2 separate regions of the Mus musculus genome follow, and region 2 is linked to region 1. The links are chromatin contacts, called in public Micro-C maps. All regions are on one chromosome and are shown on one strand. The core of a region is the stretch at or near the end of the contact, and the rest is flanking DNA. Distances in the headings are between cores, read along the strand shown.

Region 1 (4,062 bases), core at 1,289-3,788:
CAATATCAGCTACCATGGAGAGCAGCAGTGCACAACAAGACGGGGTGACTTCAAATTGAACAAAAGCCACTATTCTGTCTGAGTATCCATTTTATGCCATCCATTAGGATAAATAGAAGGGCAAAGAATGAAAGGTTATTTTCAACCATTGTTTAAAATATGCCATGCTTCCTCGAACACTTACATTAAATGTAGCTCCTTCTCTATAGCATTACTCCATGATTCATTATTGTGAAAGCAATTTAAAAAATAAATCCTATGCCATTTCCCTAATCAACTTGCACTTATACATGCTGTCAGCTCATCCCATAATACAGTTTTTGGCTTGAAATCATGGGCTTTTTAAAATTCTAAAGTTGGAAAGGACCTAGGAGATAACATAGGTCAACCCATTTAGTCCACTGATGGGGAAACAGCGCCAAGATGGAAAGAGATTTGTCCAAAGTCACACTGCTAATTAGTGGCAAGGCTTCTGCTAGAAGCTGCACCCCTTTGCAGTCAGTGTCTTGCAACCACACTGCATGGGGGAGGGGGCTGCTATGAGAAAAGCAGCCAGCTGGAGGGCACCTTCAGATTATTTATGCTAGTATCAACAGAACACAATTAAACCTAATGCTCTGCTTGAGTTTCAGCTAAAGTTTCCTTCCTTGTCACATTTCAGTGATTTAAAAGAGTTTGCTATTTATTTAAAGTAGTCAAAAAAACAAAAATGCCTGTGACTCTGATAAAATATGCTGTGTCGTAGGCCTGAAATAAAATTCACAGAAAGCCCTGAAGAGGATGGATGAAGTCTGGGCAGGGAGTAGGGGAGCACTGGAGGGGAGCGTCCTGGCTGCTGCATTTCCAGTGGGAGAAGAAGAAGAATCTGAGATGTCCACTTGTGCATCACTGCCAGGAAGCAAATGCTCATTTCTTCTCTCTGCCTAACTCTAACAAAGAGTCATAAGCCTCCCAAGTTGCTTTCCCACTCACATAGCCCTTCCTCTGAGCTCAGCAGCTCATATTTAAGCTGTGAGAGATGACAGAAGGGAGGAAGGACAAAGAACGGATGGTCATATCTTAGGAAGGCTCCTCTAGAGATGGCTGGTTTTGAGAGGCAGGAGCATACCTCCTTAGAGGGATTTTGAGAAAGGTGTAATCTCACCTCCGATCAGTCTCCAAGGCTTAAATCAACAACTCAAGTGTTGCTGTATCTTAAGGACTTCCATCCTTTATGCATACAGACCTCTGATGAAGCTGTGAGTGTGATGCTATAGTTCTTGTTGTTCTCACCACACATTTGACAAAATTCAGTTTCTCTTCACTACTCAGATAGTTTTGTCTTAACTTTGGTGCTTATTTCCAGATTTTCTTCCTAGTTAAATGTTCCCAAATCATTTGCTAAATCACAACCCCCTACTGGAAAATGGGAAACACTTACTCAGTTTGAAGCCACTTGAACACTTCCTATTCTCTCTTACCCCTGTGATTCCTATCTCCTTGGGAACTAGACACCAACTAGAACTGAAAATCTGAACAGTTTCTTTGATGGTCTTTTTACGTATCTAGACTTCTAGTTCTTCCATCCTTCAAACTCTTAAAAGCTTAATCTAGGAGACAGATGCAAAAGAGGACTCATAATAGTGGCTTCTTTATTGCTATCCACTGACCTTAGATTGTCACTCCAAGCCCCAAGCATTGACAATAGCATTAAAGTCCTTATGTCCTTTAGTATTTTTCAAAAGTCTCTTCGTTCTTTTTGAGTCTTCGCCTCTCTGACTTCCTTACGAAGCTTTCTACAAATCTTTCACACTAGTACCAGATCTTTTGCTCTGAGTGCTGCCTTTTCAACTTCAGACAGTCTAAGTGCTTGGCCTTTCTTAGCATCAAGCTGTGAGAGATACCACACTTTTCTTCTTTACAATTCGGAATGCTGCTGTCAGAATTACACCCCCAAGTCTCCTTGCATTCTTGCTTATGCATGGTCCAGGATGAAGACAACATAGGAAGGAAAGTTGCTCAGAAATAAAGGAGGGCTGCTGCTGTACCTTTCCACAGACTCAGTTGATTAGGCCAGAGGTTGATTTAGAATCTTAGCGTTCAGATGTTTAACACTAACATTAGAAATAATGCAAATTGCATTAGAGTCTTTTCTTTCTTCTGCTGTGCATTGTATGCTCTCTGACTGCCTTGCAGCAAAGAGATTTGTGGGGCTCATATTCTATGGACCTCAGTAGCTAAGAGCTCTTTTCCTGCAATTCATAGAGCAAGTTAAAAAAAATGTGAGTTTTCACATACAAGGAAGTAGGTGCAGATTATCCAGTATGAATGGGCAGCAATTGTGGGTTTTTTTTTTTTAATCTGCCATTCAAGGAAGCTGTGAAGTATACTGAAATAGGCCCTAAGTCCAAGCCTCATTTGGACCCAGTGACTCAGTCAGCATGGGTGCTGAGATATGCCAGGTGATCACCAGTATCCTCTCAGCCCACCCATGAGTCACACCTTCTGTTGTTCGGCGTCATGTGGCCTCTGTTCACTGACTCACCACCACCAGTCATGGAGATGCCAGTAAAGACAGGTGTTCCTGCTGCTCCTTGCCATATCCCAATGTTCCCATGAACACTGTCAGAAACCAGCAACTCAGCAGTATGCCTCTTCCTCCCACTCTCAAGTTTCTTCTTCCCTGATTCAGTTTCTTTTCTGTAAACTTGGAAGAATCTCACCAGGCTCCGGAGGGCCTCTTGGTAGGACAGTTTTCACTCTCAAAGCTTCTACTCTAGGATGTCACTTTACTACAACTAAAAAGGGAGAAACTTCAGCAGAGAATCTCAGATGCTTTCAACCCCTCAGCTAAGCAGGTAGGAACAAGACTCTGATCACCATTTCCATGGTTGTCAGAGCTTCCCACTAGCTACTTTTGAAGCATTCCTGAACCCAGCCCTGGGAGGGGAAGACCTGTGCCAATTCGCATGGATGCTATTTAAAGATGAGTCCCGAAAGCTATACATGTGCTCCAACATGGCCGAGATTTTAGCTGTGCAGAGAACACAGCAAGATAAATAGCCATGCCATGAGAAATTACAGCATTATGTACTGCAATAAATATGACAAATGATAGGCTAGATATTCATTGGCTCATAACAGTTGGCAGGCACAACCATCTGTGGATCCAAAGTTCAAACTATTTGTTTTCACTGCTACAGCTGCCTTGATATTTCTCCTTCTCAGCTGGAACCTCTGGCCTCTAAGGTAGCCTGGACAACCTTGCAAAATCTCTGACCTTATTAGGTTTTTATTAAGAACTGTAGGTATTACAGTTTTTTAAAAAGTATGTATTTAAAAAAAAAGAAAGAGAGAAACATGCACACACATACACTAATAGAAAGGGGGCATGCTTTCACCCATATTGTGTGTGTGTGTGGAGGGGGGTATGTGTCTTGTCTTAATGTAGAGGGCTCTTTACTTGGAAAGAATCCGAAAGTCAGAAAGGCAAACATAAAGATAATTAAGAAAAATGATGGTGTTTGTTGCCTCAGAAGAAATAAATCTTGTGTGTCTCTCCTTTATTTATTGATTAAACAAGGAGCCCTACAATGCATTCAAGCTCCTGCTTTTGTCACTAGAAAGGTAACACTGATGTGCATTATTTCATTATAGGAAATGCTAATCTATATTTCTCATTTAGAATCTAAACTCTCTGCTTGGCTGAAATCTCACAGCTTCTACCACTGATAAGAGAAACCTAATGAGCCCAATGTCACCACAGCCAAACTTCCCAATTAGGCCAGTGTCTGCACACACGTATTCTGGGAGCTTCCAAGGCGGTCTTGACAGCTTGGAGTTAGAAATCTATGGTGAGAAAAATCAAGCTATTAACCAGGCATCCTTCTGAACGCAGTTAGCCCCACCCCCACCCCCCCATCCCCTTTCTCCCACTAGATAGCAGAATTGCATTTTAACAGAAAGGTAGAGAGTGTTTTCTAGGGCTGCAAAAGATGTTGAACAAATTTCCTATAACTATAACTTCCTCTCGTTTACCAACTTGATGTGGAATAAAACAATGTGGATATTTGGCAAAACAAT
Region 2 (4,511 bases), core at 548-3,047, 46 kb after region 1:
AAGAAGGAACCTCTGTGCTTTGGTATCTCACCACCATCCTTCTAACTGATCTATCTGATTGTACAGTATCCAACAAAGCAATGCAAGATTCATGTGAATCAATACAAAATCAGAGTCAAGTGATTATGATATGAAATTGCAAATTTTCCAATGTGGAATCATAAAAATTGATGAAGGTAATGTCAGAGGAGCCCTTGAGCCATGGGCAGCTCCTATAACAGATGAGAATCTGCAGCTGTAATAGTTAACATTTGGGAGGAGAAATCTCTGTGAGTGACAGCAGGATAAGAGCTTCATCGGCAATGACTGGGATGTCGCCATGGAGGAGAGGCCCTTGAAAAGCTGATAAAGTCCTCCGATATTTTTGAAATAATGACACTCTCTGATTTGCCCACAAACGTCAAATGTAAAAAAGATGTGCTATCATTATATCGTATAATTTTGTTAGAAAATTAAGCTTCTGAAAATCAACACCAGATTCATGGTTTTTGCTTTTAATATTTAACACATCAGTGTCCAACTAAAATACACAAAATATAAGTTGTTTGTTTGAGAAACTTTTTAAAAAAATTCTTAAAAGGTACAAGCAATCAAATCTTCTTTTGGCATTTTGTAATCTTGGTTCCTAAAGGTCTCACTTTAAGTGTTATCTACCAATTATCTGAGGAAACTGGGAGCCTCTATAATGTCTTTAATGCATCTTCCTAATGAGCAGGTACTCAGTGAGGGACCTGGCACATGCTCTGTGAATGTTACATATGACTAAGTGTAAGGCAACCAATGAATATACCACCATAAGATCTACTGTTTCTTCGGCATACACAGAGGTATTGCCGTTAAGGCAATGTCCCACGATCAGTTCCTGACCCAGTACTAGCTGACATTTGTTCTTGAAATCCTTCATGGCATGCCTGTCACAAACCTTCAGCCAAAAGCACTTTCACAATCTGGATACATTTAAGACCAATTCAAGCATGTAAAGTCATTTTAGGAAGTGAGTCCCACATCCCAAGGGCCCGGCTAAGGAGGGCCACATGTGAGAACAGGTGTGCCACTTCACTGAGCAAGAACCTGGAAATGTCAAGCGTTAGAACCACTCCAACTCAACCTGGCTTGCAGTCACACTTCTGGACCTGTGTCAATAAATGCCTCGCAAAGATGGGGACTGAGAAATGCTCTGCATGAATTCAGAATTACTGGAAACAAACCAGCACTTTTTTTTCTCCAAAGGGACTACTTGAGGAGAGGGTCTCTGCCTTCCATCTTCTAAGAAAGCATTCATTTAAGAGATTTCCATCTCTTACAGAACAGTTCACAGTATGCAACACCACTTGCTTTGACATCCCTGAGTCTAAGCTCTTTCAAGTTGGATTGCATGCCATCTTGCAAGAGGACAGGACACCAAGCTGAGTTCCTTGTCAGTTTCAGAATAATCTCCTGTGCTTTGCAAATGAGAAACTAATAGCACGAACCTGGCCCTGGCGTCACAGACCCTTTCAACTCGGCGCCTCCCCTAAAGGGCACTCGGTGTTCTGCAACCTATCAGTCAGCTCTGGGGCAAGAGCAAACAATTCCTTTCTGTTACAATAACTTGTATCCAGGAAAAAAAACAGGCGCTCTGTAACATAGCAGCCAGAGAAAAGTTTACTAGATTTAGCCAATCAGAGGCTGGGGAGCTCTGCCAAGTTAACATGTTTCTCTCCGCCTCTAAATGAACTCATGATTGAAATATGGCATTGAACTTTTTTTTTTTTTAAGGGAAGGGGTGTAGGAAAGAAAAGCCACTGCAGAAAAGAACTCGGGCTTGTGCGGAGTGTGGCTAGGAAGTGTGTGCTTGTCACTGAACCCTGAGTGGGTCCTGTAACCTTTGCCTTCCACTGGGTGGAGCAGGTCCTTTAAGAGCAACTGGAATGCAGTTCCCCTGATCAGCTTAGCCAGTTATTCAAAACCTCTGCTAGCCCTAGAGAGCAGTGCTCACTTCAGACCAACCAGCCTCCTGTGCTTCTAGCTTGAGCAAGAAGTTTCCAGCGGGGAAGTAAGTTTCTAGCTGCCCAGCCATGGGAGAGGACGCTGCACAGGCAGAAAAGTTCCAGCATCCAAACACAGACATGCTCCAGGAGAAGCCATCCAGCCCCAGCCCAATGCCTTCCTCCACACCGAGCCCCAGCCTGAACCTGGGGTCCACAGAGGAGGCCATCCGAGACAACTCGCAGGTGAATGCTGTCACCGTGCACACACTCCTGGATAAATTGGTCAACATGCTGGACGCCGTGAGGGAGAACCAGCACAACATGGAACAGCGTCAGATCAACCTGGAGGGCTCGGTGAAGGGCATCCAGAACGACCTCACCAAGCTCTCCAAGTACCAGGCCTCCACCAGCAACACAGTGAGCAAGCTGCTAGAGAAGTCTCGCAAGGTCAGCGCTCACACGCGGGCTGTCCGGGAGCGCCTCGAGAGGCAGTGTGTCCAGGTGAAGAGACTGGAGAACAACCACGCCCAACTCCTCCGACGCAACCACTTCAAAGTGCTCATCTTCCAGGTCAGTGTCCCCAGCATACCCCTCCACCTACTTGAGCTCAGTCCTCCGAGCTTTCAAGGCCATCTTCCCATCTGCCCTGCCAGTCAAGCTTCTCTCTCACACACAAAGCTTTGTCTTCTAGCTGCCTGCTGCAGGCAACTGTGAAATGTGGCCATAAGGATTGGAATCTCCCCCATCCTTCAGGCAATGCCTGTGTGCCTGGCAAGCTGGGGACATTTGTCAGTGAACACCTAGATGCACTTGGTTAAGGGTGAGAAACTGAGCAGGTGCGGGCACCCACTCTAGTCAAATTCATTTGTCTCTTTTCATTAGGAACTTGCGGCTGCGATTGCAGCTGTTAGCTGGACAGGGCAAATTAATCCAGTGGCTGTTTATTAACTCTTAGTGGAAGTGAGGTAACTGTGTGAAGGATTTGTTTTCTTTTGCTCTGACCAAGACACACACAACCTTTAAACCATCCTTTTTCCAAGGGCCCCTGGTGTTTGGGAAATTACCAGAATGGAAAGTTGAACTAGTCTTGTTCTTGAAGTCATCTTTTGTCAAAGCAATCTCTAGTTTGTCTCTAGAAAATGATGCCAATAAATGTGGGAAGCAAAGTATAGCTCCTTACAGACATGTTAATTATGTCCCCTCATTGCTCAAGCTGCAACTACAAAGTGAAATAAAAGAAACGTTATCAGTGGCTGCCACAAAGACCAACTTTGAATATCTTCCCCTTCAAATAGTTGCCTTACCGTGAAAAGGACACTTAATTTTTTTTAATGCATCAATGATGCAATTTATGTAGCAAAGGCTATCTGGGGACAGGAAGATTGCGTGGAACTGTTATTCAGCCAAGTGGTGGGCATCTGTAAATCTAAGGGCTGCCCTGCCTAATGCTGGAAGCCCTTCCGTAGATGGCATTGAGCCAACCCAGGCCCCAGGAAGCCCTGCCATTCTGCCTCAGGGCTGTCTCCTTATGATCCTGTGAATAGGAGAGACTTTCAAAGCCATGGAGGGAAGAGGTTATAACCAACAGATTGTGAAAGCATACAGGGAGAGCCTTCATCTCCCAAGAGACATTTAGAAACTGGAATTTAAACCGTAGGAGCCTTCTTTTTCCTAATGAATCTACTCTGCCAAGTTAGGGCTCTGGCCTGCCTATCGCCATAAAAGGAAAGATTAATCTTGCTGCCTTTGTGTCCTCCCCAAATTGTACTTGAGAGCTAGGAGGTCCAAACAAGTGATGCTCCTGTATCTCACAGGCTTTCTGCAGTTGGGAAACTTTTAGGCTTTTTTTTTTTTTTTTGAAGTTATGAAACAAATGGACTTAATTGATATCTACAGAACATTTTATCCTAAAACAAAAGGATATACCTTCTTCTCAGCCCCACATGGTACCTCCTCCAAAATTGACCATATAATTGGTCACAAAACAGGCCTCCACAGATACAAAAATAATGAAATTATCCCATGCATCCTATCTGACCACCACAGACTAAGGCTGATCTTCAATAACAACATAAACAATAGAAAGCCAACATTCATGTGGAAACTGAATTTGGTATTATCATGGAATACTTTGGTTTCTCCATCTATGTTAATTGAGTTTGGTTGGGTATAGTAGCCTGGGCTGGCATTTGTGTTCTCTTGGGGTTTGCATAACATCTGTCCAGGATCTTCTGGCTTTTATACATGAGAAGTCTGGTGTAATTCTAATAGTCCTGCCTTTATATGTTACTTGACCAACTTTTAGGCTTTTAATGCAGATGCAATCGCTTTTCAGGAAGCAGCTGAACTGGAAAAAGCTGTGGTCAGCCACATCAGGATCTGAGATCCTGCCTTTATTAGACTAAGAGATCCTACAAGCCTTAGCTCTGGAGACATTTCCAAATTAAATAGTGATTTCAAAACAAAACAGAACATTTACAGGCCTGTCAAAGGAAACTTCCCTCCCTTCAGTATGAATCAGGGGAACTATATCTCATCTTA

Evidence for each region. A called contact is a pair of places that touch in the nucleus more often than the background predicts.
Region 2: a Micro-C map of muscle stem cells shows a contact between it and region 1, with 3 times the contacts expected there. The contact joins the promoter of Cavin2 here to the enhancer-like site in region 1. A contact is called at or near these places in 3 of 39 promoter capture datasets (embryonic stem cells and macrophages), 1 of 15 datasets of contacts at CTCF or cohesin (the NIH/3T3 cell line), 4 of 484 Hi-C or Micro-C datasets (liver, muscle stem cells and uterus) and 3 of 9 other capture datasets (adipose tissue, liver and pancreatic islet).

The regions. Positions count from the first base shown.
Region 1 is chr1:51,240,978-51,245,039 of GRCm38.p6, forward strand. All of the region lies in intron 4 of 9330175M20Rik (RIKEN cDNA 9330175M20 gene), which reads right to left. Among named protein-coding and RNA genes, the nearest start is that of Cavin2, 46 kb to the right of the region's middle. Within about 2 kb of position 2,539, at least 33 of the 459 cell types and tissues checked have an H3K27ac peak or open chromatin away from gene starts, as enhancers often do. A contact at or near this core is called in adipose tissue, muscle stem cells and uterus, where this site is marked.
Region 2 is chr1:51,287,329-51,291,839 of GRCm38.p6, forward strand. Cavin2 (caveolae associated 2) reads left to right here and starts at 1,798. Exons shown (of 2, transcript NM_138741.1): 1 at 1,798-2,540. The coding sequence starts at 2,058. The region is part of intron 2 of 9330175M20Rik (RIKEN cDNA 9330175M20 gene); the gene reads right to left.